Regions from separate parts of the Sus scrofa genome. Here region 1 is linked to region 2. Evidence: chromatin contacts called from public promoter capture Hi-C data. All regions are on one chromosome and are shown on one strand. The core of a region is the stretch at or near the end of the contact, and the rest is flanking DNA. Distances in the headings are between cores, read along the strand shown. Region 1 holds the start of WASF1 (wiskott-Aldrich syndrome protein family member 1). Region 2 holds the start of AK9 (adenylate kinase 9).

Evidence for each region. Promoter capture Hi-C pulls out the DNA fragments that hold promoters and counts their contacts.
Region 1: a promoter capture Hi-C map of liver shows a contact between it and region 2, with 2.8 times the contacts expected there. The contact joins the promoter of WASF1 here to the promoter of AK9 in region 2. A contact is called at or near these places in 1 of 5 promoter capture datasets (liver), 1 of 47 Hi-C or Micro-C datasets (liver) and 1 of 2 datasets of contacts at active chromatin or transcription factors (alveolar macrophages).

What each region holds. Positions count from the first base shown.
Region 1 is chr1:76,176,333-76,182,430 of Sscrofa11.1, reverse strand. It overlaps WASF1 (wiskott-Aldrich syndrome protein family member 1), which reads left to right and starts at 2,096. Exons shown (of 9, transcript XM_021091110.1): 1 at 2,096-2,245. CDC40 (pre-mRNA-processing factor 17) reads right to left here and starts at 3,262. Exons shown (of 16, transcript XM_005652465.3): 1 at 3,017-3,262; 2 at 1,503-1,723. The coding sequence starts at 1,691.
Region 2 is chr1:75,691,672-75,697,872 of Sscrofa11.1, reverse strand. It overlaps AK9 (adenylate kinase 9), which reads left to right and starts at 4,458. Exons shown (of 40, transcript XM_021091050.1): 1 at 4,458-4,559. It overlaps FIG4 (FIG4 phosphoinositide 5-phosphatase), which reads right to left and starts at 3,645. Exons shown (of 23, transcript NM_001243250.1): 1 at 3,411-3,645. The coding sequence starts at 3,476.

The DNA.
Region 1 (6,098 bases), core at 847-3,346, 490 kb before region 2:
AGTGACATTACTCAGGGACAGTAAGTTTCCCAAGAGGTTAGGGCTAGGCTGCACAGAGTTTAGGAGAAAATGTGTAAAGTGAGCGAGCTCCAAAAAAACCAAGCTGTCAAAGAATGAAGACTCAGGAGGTTGCTGGAGTGGTGTAAATTTAGGGATTTTGTTTTGCTATAAAGTAGGAGGATTTTAAGGTTTTTTTCAATACTCAATGTCCTTTAATAAGGAGTAAAATCCATATTTAGCTCACTAGAAACCTGTAAAAGACGTAAGTTATAACACTAGAGTTGGGAACACCTTAAATACAAAGGAATTTTTTCACACTGCTTCTCTTCACCACATCCTGCGTTCCTGATACCCCCATTAGGGTCTTCTGGGCCTATACTGCCAAGTGGTGGATGCTCTCCTCCAGCTCTACATACACCGACCTTTCCTCAGTTCTCCGAATACATTAAGCTCGTTGCCATTTCAAGGCTTGCTGTTTGTTTCCTCTGACAGGAAACTCTTTCCTTATTTTGCACTTGGCTGCCTCATTCTTGTTCTTCAAAGTCACTTTTCCAAGAGGACTTCCCTGACCAATCTATGGAAGTCATACTCCTACCTTATTCTCCATCACAAATTCTATTCATGGCACTCTATTTTTTTCCCTTCACAGTACTCAATCCAATCTGTAACCACTTAATCTACTCAGATTTTATTGGCTGTCTCTTGCACTAAAATGTATATACATCATGATGGCAAAGATGCTGTCCTCTGTGTCTTCAGCCCTTAGAACAGTTCCCGGCAAATAACATGTGTTAAACAAATATTTGCTAAGGGAAATATAACCCAATTTCTCCCTCTATCACCTTACTCAATTGGGATCATGCACACTGTTTCTTAAACCCAATGCCTTTTCTCACAGTCTTGACTTATATAGGCACTTTTATTAGATACCAGGCTCTCTGCTACAAGGTTTATTTGTATTATTTCACTTACTCGTCATAATAATCCTCTCATATAGATAGATGCTTTTAAAATTGTATCTCCATTGTGGTGAAGAAACAGAGGAGATTGTATAACTTGCCCAAGTTCACACAAGAGATGGAGCCTGGATCAGAACCTAGTTCCGACTTCAAAAACAAAACAAAGCCAGGTCACCGGTCACTATAACCAAGGACACATTCCCTAGTTTGGGAAGTCCTGATTTAGCTCTGTTTATGTTCTGAGGTTACGCCTACCCTATCCAGGCCACATCCTAATCCATAAATTTCAAATTTCACTTCTTCTCCCCACTTGCTTTCTGACGGCGGGAGGCAAGAGCAGGGAGTGGGGGACTGTCTTCAACTTCTAACTCCAGGCTTCTCCTGAGGAAGAGGCGAGTAGGGATAAGAGACTCAAGGGGTAGCAACTTACCCGTAAGGGCTGGGTGAGAACTGAGGAAGGTAATCTCAGGAATAACAAGCGACTTTCAGATTTTGGAACAAAACCGACAGTTCCCGCCCCGCATCAGTAGCCAAAACGCTTACCTTAACTGCCACCTCCGGAGCGGAGTCCACGGCTACCGCCAGAGAGGGCTTGGCCGAAGGCGATTTAGTCAAGTGCATGAGGGAGTCCGCGGCTGGCAGTGAACACCTTCCGCCCTCACTGTCCGAGTCCGATTCGGACCCTGAACCCGAACCATAGGAAGCGGCCAGAGCTGCAATCGCAGCCGACATGACGGCAACAGATACTCGGTGGAGTCCAGGCCCTGACGGAAGAAGGAGCAGCTTCAGGTCCTGATTGCCACGACACACATTATTTATTTCCTTTCCTAAAAAATCCTTTATGATACTTTAAAACAATCAATAAATAGGTTAATTAGTATTTGAACAAGCACAACAAAACTTGGAACTTGGGAGCATTTACTTAGGGAACTAGAGAGGGTTATAATGGCTTATAACTTTCAGGACCTATGTGGCGAAAAACTACGAGTTCCGACATACCTACTGGCCTCCAAGAGCTACACTCCCGGCGTGCAGCGCGGCAGGAAATGGGAGAGGCAGGGTGGGAACTGTAGTTTGGAGTGAGGGGGCGGGGCAGGGCGGGCAGGCCTTTCTTTGACCCCGCCCCTGAATGGTTGGTTCATTCCATTGGCTATCATCTTCCCTCATTCCCCGACCAAGCACTGTTCTCTCCGTCCCCCTCCCCCAAACTGAGGATTGGGTAATACCATAAAGCCTCAGGAAAGGGGGGGGGGGGAGAGACCGATATTCATTCCCTCCACTGATGGGTGAGTAGGTGGGGGTTGAGTTTCCCACCACAGCTGCACCTGGGACTGGGCGGGAGCTGAAGAGGAAAGTGAGAATCTTAAGTGGGAAGACCTTGACTGCCCGGGAATAGCTCCGGGTGGGAAAGATGGGGGATTAGGTGGCGAGAGTCCAGCGGATCCCCCCTGCTTCAGGTGCGGGTCCCCGCGTCCGGTTGTGGAGCGTCGCGCGCGGGGAGGGGGTGGGTGGGGGGCGGCGGCGGTTCGCGGTGTTGTTCGCTCTCGCGTCGAGCACACCGTGGGTCCGGCGGCCGGCGGGCGTCGCAGGCAGCGTTTTCCGTGGCCCGGTGCTTCGGCCGCTGCCCATAGCTGGTTCCATCCCGGAGCCTGACGCTCCTATAGGCTCTAGGTGGAGTCCTGGGAGCTCAGGCGGACCGGCGGCGCCGCCGAAGCATGAAGAAGGGGTAAGGCAAGAGCCCCTCAGGATTTCTTGGTGAGCGCGAGTCTCTCAGGAATTGTTTTTTTGAGGGGACAGGGTGCTGGGAGAGGAACTCTTCCTCACTGGTCAGGGCGGAGAGAGGTGTGCGTGGAGCGCTAGCCTGGCAAAGGTTACGGGGATGGGCGCGCCTCCCCCCGCGACGGCCTCCACCCCCGTTCGCGGGGTTCCCGAGCTACGGCCGCCCACCCGCCAGCCCGGCTGGGTACCGAGGGACACCGCGGCTGGCGGGCGCGCCCGGGTCTCGGTTGCGGGGACCTCCATGAGGCAGCTCTAGTCGGAGAGACTGCGGGTCTTACCTGAGGTGCCCCCGCGGCCCGCCCGGTTGCCTTCTCGCTCTGGGGGAGGCTGCGGCGCCGGGTGTCCGAGAAGCCGCGGTTGCTTTACGTGCCCCAGGCTCGGTAAAGCCAGCTGGTGCGTTTGCGTGTTTGCGCCGCGCGTCCGTGTCTAAAAGACACTACATAACGGTAATGCAAGCGAGGGGATCCGTTTCTCCACTGGAAGACGAGGCGAAGCGGGGCTATTGCTTCTGATGCCTGCTGTTGGGGAGGGGGTGGTGGTGCGTTGAGCGGAGTTAGGGAGCTGCTCACCCAGCGCCGTTGTCGGCAGGACTCGCCCATTGTGCCACTCGGATAATTATTCAACTCTGCAGCATCCATTGCACCTTTCCCATTTTTCTCTTCCCCTTGCTGTAGCATGCCCCCTAGCTTCGGTACTCTGACGCCTTCTCTCACTCACACTTGCGGATGATGAACTGGAATAATGGTGAAAAGAAAGCACATCTGACCTGAACATTCACTACCTGTCTGGTAGCAGATTAATTAACTAATCCCCAGCTAGACTAGATACTTTAATACGACTCAGTCTAATCCTGTCCTTCCTATGTAAAGTGTGCCTAGGATTCTATTTTCATTTTTTCCTTGGTGTTAGATTCACATAGTAGTAGTTAAGTCTTATATCTGTTGGGTAATTGATGTAATTGATTGACTGGTTTTTCATCCCGTCTAATGTTCTTAAATTTAATTTGTATTGGAGGTAACATTTTTCTAATTGTTGCTAGCACTGTATCGTAATTACAGATGCAGTCTCAATCTTTGAACTCTCATGAACAGTTTTTCCCTTATACTTTAAGTTTCTGTTAGGAAAAGTGTATTTTTTTAGTGTCTGATATTTGGTATAATATTTCTCGCTTTGAATAAGGAAAGTTGTGTATTTCTTTATTTTTCAGTAACGGAATATTTCATTGCTGATCCTAGTCTTCAGTTGAATGAAGTATTTAGTATTTAAGATAGGATTTTAACTGCCATAACGACATATCCTAAGTTTATCTAAATTTTGTTTTTCATTTAGTTCTTTTCTTTGCAGTATCATGTATTTAATTACTTGTTATAGAATTTCTTCTCATTTTTCTAATTCTAACCATAAGGATAGGTAGGCTACAATTTTGCGTGATTTACCTGAAAGACGAAATATTTTTTGAAAATGGAAGAAACAACGGTTGGTTATTTCTTATGTTAAAAACTGTTTACATCTCATTATTTAAAAATAAATGGTTCACTATCAAAAATTTTTAAGTGTTTTTCTTTTTGTAATCCTCCATTTCCAGCTTTTCTTGTTTAAGATTGTTGCCATAACCCTCTTTGTAAAAGGGAATTGCAAATAGGCATTGCAGAGGCAGTTGTGTTAAAGTATAGTAATTGTTTTATGGCACTTGGAAGTGGCACACGTATAACTTGATTGTGTAGAATCATTTGCTTGTTAGGAAATGACCTTGCAGTTTACAAAATGGATACCTTTGTGCCTTGGTTTCCTTATATGTAAATGGAAATAAACCCATTTATGCACTAAATAGTATGCATAAATTTAGTAAAGATGTTTTCATGATGTTTTTAAAGAAAACTTAAATACTTTAGCTGATGAATGATGAAAGTATTTCAGTGTAAAGTACAGTGAAAAATGTCATTAGTGTTTTGTGGCATGTTAGAATGGCTAATTTACATTGAATTTTGCTTTGGAGACATGTGGCTGTAAACTGAAAATGTTTCTCATCCATTGAGTTTTTAATAATTGCAAATTTAGTAGGTATAATAGTTAATGTGTGTAACTTATGAAAATGTAAGTATAGTTAATATTGATGAAAAAGTTATGTGACTTGGTAATAAACAAGTAGAATATTGAATTATGTTTGTGAAAAATAAAATCTCCAGAAGACATTAAGGCCTTTTTCATTGAAAAATTTTCAGATGACACAATTAAAAATACATTTTGAATTTATAATACATTGATTTTTGTAGTGTAGTGCAATACATTGAATTTGTAATACATTGAAAATACATTAGGAGTTTCCGTTGTGGTGCAGCAGAAGTGAATCCAACTAGTAACCACTAGGTTGCGGGTTTGATCCCTGGCCTTGCTCAGTGGATTAAGGAGTCGGTGTTGCTGTCACCTGCAGTGTAGTTCACAGATGCGGCTCGGTCGTGTGTTTCTGTGGCTGTGGCATAGGCTGGCAGCTGGAGCTCCGATTCTACTCCCTAGCCTGGGAACCTCCATATGCCACGGGTGCGGGCCCTAAAAAAAAATAAGTAAATAAATAAAAAAGTTAATCATTTGTAAGGTATCATATGGAACTACTTTATTATTCATGTTTGTAAATAACCATATATTCAGAGACAGTGTATTAGTATTGTATAATACTGTATTTATACATTTTACTTTATCGGCAGAATAATTTAAGGTATTTCTAAGTGCTTTTCATTATCACAGTAGATAGTAACTTTTGATTTCCATATTGGAGGATTAACTTAATTAACTTTCATAGCAAAAACTACTGTTAAAAAATATTACTTTTACCACAACAGGGCTTTTAGTTACTTTGTGAGGAAACCTCATATAAATGATAAGACTATTAAAAAGTGTTTAAAATTACTATTTTATAGTTTCATTTTTTGAGAATTAACTTGATTACATTTTTAATGTTTTCTTAAATGACCAACTAAGATTTAGCTGTCATTATTACTTTGATAAATACAATTAGCTCAAGGTTTTTCTAAGCTCCTTGAGGACAGGAGCTGACCCACTGCTTACTAGCATAGTGCTTAGCAAAAATAGGGATTCAAATTTTTTGTTGTTGTTGGACAGATAAAATGAATGAAAACTATCCAGCTGATTTAATATGCCACATGTAGAAATTTTTAAAAGATCTACCAAATAAATTTTTAATTTATAAAGCATATAGCTTGTTTTTGTATTGTCTTTTTAGGGCCGCACCTATGACATATGGAAGTTCCCAGGCCAGGGGTCAAATCAGAGCTGCAGCCACAGCAACACCAGAGCTAAGCTGTGTCTTCTACCTACACCACAGCCCACAGCAACACCAGATCC
Region 2 (6,201 bases), core at 3,209-5,708:
TCTTTAACTCATTTTTTTTCTTCACCAAATAATAACAGTAATAGTTAACAACACTAACCTCTTAGCAGTTTTATGAGGATTAAATAAAACATATGTAGAGAGCTTTGATCAGTGCCTGGCATAGAACTCTTCCAAAAGCACTGTTATTATTCTCATTAACACAACCTGCTACCACTGTTTTTGGTTTTTTTTGTTTTTTTTTTTTTATGCTAACACCTGCAGCATATATAAGTTCCTGGGCCAGGGGTCGAATGGGAGCTGCAGCTGCAGGCCTACACCGCAGCCATGCCACATCCAAGCTGCATCTTCCACCTATGCCACAGCTTGTGGCAATGCCGGATCTCTAACCCATTGAGTGAGGCCAGGGATTGAACTCACATCCTCCTGGAGACTATGTTGGGTTCTTAACCTGCTCAGCCACAATGGGAACTCCATGTTTTTACATTCTTAGGATCTATTTAGTTGCCAGAATTTTATGCCTTTTCTGGAGTTATTTATGTCTTTTAAACTTTCAGATTACTCAAAATCTTTCTGCATAAACCTTTATTTATTTATTTACTTTGTCTTTTTTTGTCTTTTGTTGTTGTTGCTATTTCTTGGGCCACTCCAGTGGCATATGGAGGTTCCCAGGCTAGGGGTCGAATCGGAGCTGTAGCCACCGGCCTACGCCAGAGCCACAGCAACCCAGGATCCAAGCCGCATCTGCACCCTACACCACAGCTCACGGCAACGCCGGATCGTTAACCCACTGAGCAAGGGCAGAGACCGAACCCGCAACCTCATGGTTCCTAGTCGGATTCGTTAACCACTGCGCCACGACAGGAACTCCTGCATAAACCTTTAAGTCAAAAATATAAAATAGAAGAACGACATATTTCACCGATAGGAAAACTGAAGTTCAGAGGTTAAGCACAGCTGACATTACTCAAGGTAGTCACCTTGGCCCAACCATTTCTTGAAACAAAACAGGTGCTTCCAGAAACAAGTCAAGACTGCCAGATCCAGAGTTCCTGTCGTAGCGCAGTGGAAAGGAATCTGACTAGGAAATATGAGGTTGCAGGTTCGATTCCTGGCCTTGCTCAGTGGGTTAAGGATCCGGCATTGCCGTGAGCTGTGGTGTAGGTCGCAGACAAGGCGGGATCCCACGTTGCTGTGGCTGTGGTATAGGCCAGCAGCTGTAGCTTTAACTGGACCCCTATCCTGAGGACCTCCATATGCCGTGGATGCAGCCATTAAAACAAAACAAAACAAAAGACTGCCAGATCCCTTCCCAGTCAGAGGATTTGTCCACCCAGAGGCAGGCTTCCAATCAGAGCTGAGTTAGTCAGATTCCTCCTTCTAGCACCTATACTCGATCCTTGGCAGAACTCAGTGTGTTCCTGTTTCTTCCTACATTTCCAGAGGATGGGGAAGTAGAAGCCTTCAATGATTCTATACAACTGCTTCCCTACTTTCCTTCTAATAAACTCACCTTTTACCTCTACGCTGGCCAGAGTTAGTTTCCATTACTTAGATGACTGAGAGGGGTCACAATCAAGTTCTGGAACACACACCTCTTTGTGTTAGACTCTCTCAACTAGCATCCATTGAGGGCCTACTGGCCGTAAGGCACTGTAACCACATCTGTGTCATGAGGACCAGTAACATTTTAGCAGAAGATTGGGCCATTACAAGGTGAGAACAGCAAAAAAAACAGAGGGTGGTTATAGAGAACTGAAAGCAACCCAATTTTACTGCAGAATAAGACACATAAAGGCACATAGTTAATACTCAATAAATGATTGCCAAGTTGATATAAGACCAGACAGACAAGTTGAGGACAAATTCTATATGGCTTTGAATGCCCAACTAAGGGAGGCAGAGTTTACTCTCCTCAGAACAGGAGCCACTGAAAATTTCTGAGCAGAAGAGCCCCATAATATGGACTGTGCTTTAGAAAGAACATTAACATCTCAGCCAGTCCTCATGAATGCTCAGCTTATTAAAGGGCTGAAATTTCTGTGTTTAAGTATAGTATGCATGTTTCTAACTAGGGACATTTATCAGCACTTGTACAGAAAGCAGAAGGTTTTGTTTCAATGTCAAAATGATACTTCTGTATGACTCTCCTCAGAGGACAAGTGAAGATATTTGCAAATTTGGTATTATTAGATAATTTTATCTTCTGGTCTGGATTATCAAATGAAGTTGTCAGCAAAATTAATTTAGGGTCAACAATGTTTCTATGCTAATGCTAATGATGACTAGCAGACAAGCTAGTCTCATGTAATAACTGAGAATCTGCTATGTACCTTCTTGCACTCCTCTAATAGTTCCACTGAATGTGTTTTATAAGACATTCTACAGCATAAGCAATGAGTATTATGAAGGTTTTGAGCACATGCCATCCTGTAACCATTAAGTGTAATTTAAACACAGACCCTAATATCAATGATACCCCAGTTTAGAAAAGCTATACTTTATTTTCTAGCCACAGAGATGACAAAGTACATACTTCAAGCACCATTCATTAAATTTTAGGGAACTAGTAACGTAAACATAAAAACCTATCTGCTTGGGAGTTCCAATTGTGACTCAGTAAGTTAGGGACCCTACAGTTATCTCTGTGAGGATTTGGGTTCCATCCCTAGCCTCACTCAGTGGGTTAAGGATCCTGCACTGCTGCAAGCTGCGGAGTAAGTCGCAGGTGCCGCTGGTATCTAGTGTTGCGGTGGCTGTGGCATAAGCCACAGCTGCAGCTCCTATTCAACCACTGGCCCAGGAACTTCCATATGCCACAGGTGCAGCCATACAAAAGACAAACGAACAAACAAAAACCTGGATCTGCTAATTCTACCAGTAACTATTTACATGGTGATTTGAAGAAATAAAACAGAACAAAATAAAACTGTGTAGGAAAAAAGTAAAATGAAAAGCAAAAGAATTCTATCCAAACAAATCAACAAAGTTTTCTTTCCCTTCAAATAAAGAGAACCAAAAATGTCAGCAATAAAAGCATACATAATTATTATCAATCACTGCGACGCCACGGCATAGGAAAACAGAAAAGTTACCGATTCACAGGTCGAGAATATTTTTCTAACCCCTACTTGTACTATAACTAGTGAACCGGAGAACTCCAAGACTTTCCCAAAGTTGAAAAGAATTCAGTAACTCGTACAGAACTTCATGAACAGTTTTTGAGATATCACAAACACTTGCTGCCAGGGTGTTCCAACCTTGGCTTTTAAGTGGTGCTGCAAAAGCTACAGTGTCCCGGGTGCCATAACAGGGCGAAGCCCCCTCGGGCGCATTCCCCAGGACTCGAATTAGGGAACAGAGGGAAGATGGGGCGGGCTGCTGCTCTGCCCCACCGCCCCACACCTACTCGGCCGCTGTCCTCCCCGCACCCCACTGGGCTGGGTACTCACAGCTCTAGTCTCGTACAGAACCAGCTTTTGGACCAAGCTGATTATGGGGGCGGCGGCCGCGGGCATGGCCGAGCAAACGGGGGCGCGCCCCAACAGGCACTAGGCCACAGCCTTGGTTGCAGCAGCCTCGGAACTGCCCCCAAGAAACCCGGAGAGAAGACGCCTCAGATCCAAGATGCCAAGTTCCGCAGGTAAAAACACTGCATCGGCACGAAATACATAGATGATCAGCTACTAAGGTTCAGGTGTTTCCGGATCCGTAGGCCCCACCTCCAGGCAAACCCCACCCCAGCTACCGCGTGGGCGGGACTGGAGGAAGAACCATAGAGAAGTGGGGTAGAGGTTTCCAGAGCCTGCGTACTGCGAAGGAGGAAGCAAAGAACGCCATCTTTGGTATGGGAACGAGGAAAAGTGGGCGGAGAAAAGGGCACTGCCAGTTTAGTTAAATCTCACCTTTTTCTGGTCCTTCTCTTTGCAAAAGTGGACGATTTGGGACTGGATTACTTCTTTTGAATTGGCTCTCCGACTTGCAGATAGATCCATTCCCAAGTTTGTCTGTTTTTTCTCTGCCTACTTCTGCCCTTTCCTGAAAACCTACTCTGTGACGGTCCTGCACTAAGCATAGGTGTTTTTCCCCTTCTGTCGCTGTGTGTCTCTTTTACCCTTAGAAGAATCAACTAAATCCATGGTATCCAGAGGGTGTGTGGTTCAATTAGTGTTTTATAATCGCTTAAAGTTGGAAATTTCCAAGCTTGCCACTTATTTGTGCAGGAGGCTAACCATCTGTAAATTCTAAAAAAAGACTGTCGAGTGTAGTGTAATACAACGTAGTGTAGTACTGGCTTTGGAGTTCTGCGTTAAAAGAAGTTTTCTTACACGAGATGTGAGTGAACATAAGTAAACAACGCATGTACTCTCTTTGATCATCAGCTTCCATATTTGTGAAAAGGAGTGTATTAAAATTTTGAATACAAAGGTACGAAAGTGAGTATTTAAAGTAAATCAGTAAATTACAGCCCCACCTTCCGAGGCCCCGCCCCCAAGAGGCTCGACACTTTGCACCAAGCTGGGTTCCCTTGGCAACCGCTCAACAGATCCCAGAGTCCCTGGAGAGGACTGCAGCCAGCCGGTGGGGTCTGCTACGAATAGGTATGTAGGAGTCAGAGTCCACCGCTCGGATCCATTTCCGTAGCGAATGAAATCCCACCATCTCCTGCGGGGAGCCCAGACCAGTTCCTTTCCTTGCAAAATTAAACTTCGAGATCTCCGTAAATTCCGCTTTTGAACCTCACTCCTCCTTTCAACGAACATCGTTTTCATTCCACAGGTATTCACTGGGTACCAACTGTGAGATGTAAGATGTACTGGAATGGCAAAAGTGCTAGGTTTCCCAGGAAATGGGTCCCTTGTTAACTGCAGAGCCCACTGCTAGAGGATTTTTTCAACTGCTAAAAATGTAAGGAAATTTAAGAATTTTTGTATTCAATTGTAGTATAAACATAATGTGGCATTGGGGATTATATTGTAAATTCAAAATCAAGAAATTGCAAAATTTTTAAATTAATATTTATTTTAAACTTTCTTTCATAGTTTGGTATGAAATTTTGGGTTTTATTAAGAACTAGAAAGATGGCGAAGTTCCCTTTGTGGCTCAGTGGTTAACGAACCCGACTAGTAACTGGTTGCAGATTCGATCCCTGGCCTGCTCAGTGGGTTAAGGATCTGGCGTTGCTATGGCTGAGGTGTAGGCCAGCCGCTACAGCTCCTATTCTACCCCTAGCCTGGGAACCTCCATATGCTATGGGTGCAGCCCCAAAAAGACAAAAGAAACAAGAACAACAAAAACAAAAACAAAAAACTAGAAAGATGGCCATCTCAGCACTGGCACTTTGCATTGACTTGGATCTTTTACCTGGGAAAAATACTTAGTTCTGTTCCATTACATAATGGAAAGCAACTCTTCTGAACATGAGTTAAATATTTGCACATTTTTATTCAGGATAACTCAAAATATCTGTAGAATTCCAGTTTTCCAATATTTAGTTTTCAATTATTATATTACTATATTCCATTTGAAACTGGTGTTAGTTTTGTTCATCCAGAAGCAGATCCTGAGACAAAACTTGAGGACAAATAGTTTATATGGGCAATAATCTAGCAAAACAACAGCCACAAAGGGAAGGAAGCTAATAAAGGGAATAAAGGGAATATTATTAAGCAAATTTCTCTGTTAGCTGAATTCTCTGAGGAATTCTTGGATGTATGTCTCAGTTATTCCCTTTTAAGGGGAAAGAGAGCTGGGGTATTTATTCACCAATTCCCATCAGTTATAGGTTGAGTCTTGCTATGGAAGAATATTAATTCTTATACAGTTATACAGTCTGCTGTATAACTCAGGCAGAACAAGGTCTGGCAGCCAGAAAGGGCCCTTAAACAAAGAACCACAAGCCACCAGTTGGAAGCCGGGCTGGTCATCTGTGGAAAAGGTTGGTGTCAAATGGATAGGGTTAGGGTACTAATAACATCTGCAACATTCCAAGCTTTGCCCCACTCATACCCATTGCGCTCCCTCCACATTAAGTTGACAGCATCCTGTCACTGGTTCTTCAAGGCAGTTTCTGGTCCCAGTTTCTAAAACAAAAGGATGCGCAAAAAGACCTACATCTCCCTGCTCCTAATTAGGTAGCAGCAGCTCTACCTCTACTTTCCAGGGCAGTAACTCCTTATCAAGGACGTGACTCATTAGAGGTCATCATAGATTCTGCTTGTTACACCACTCTCATAGCCCCAT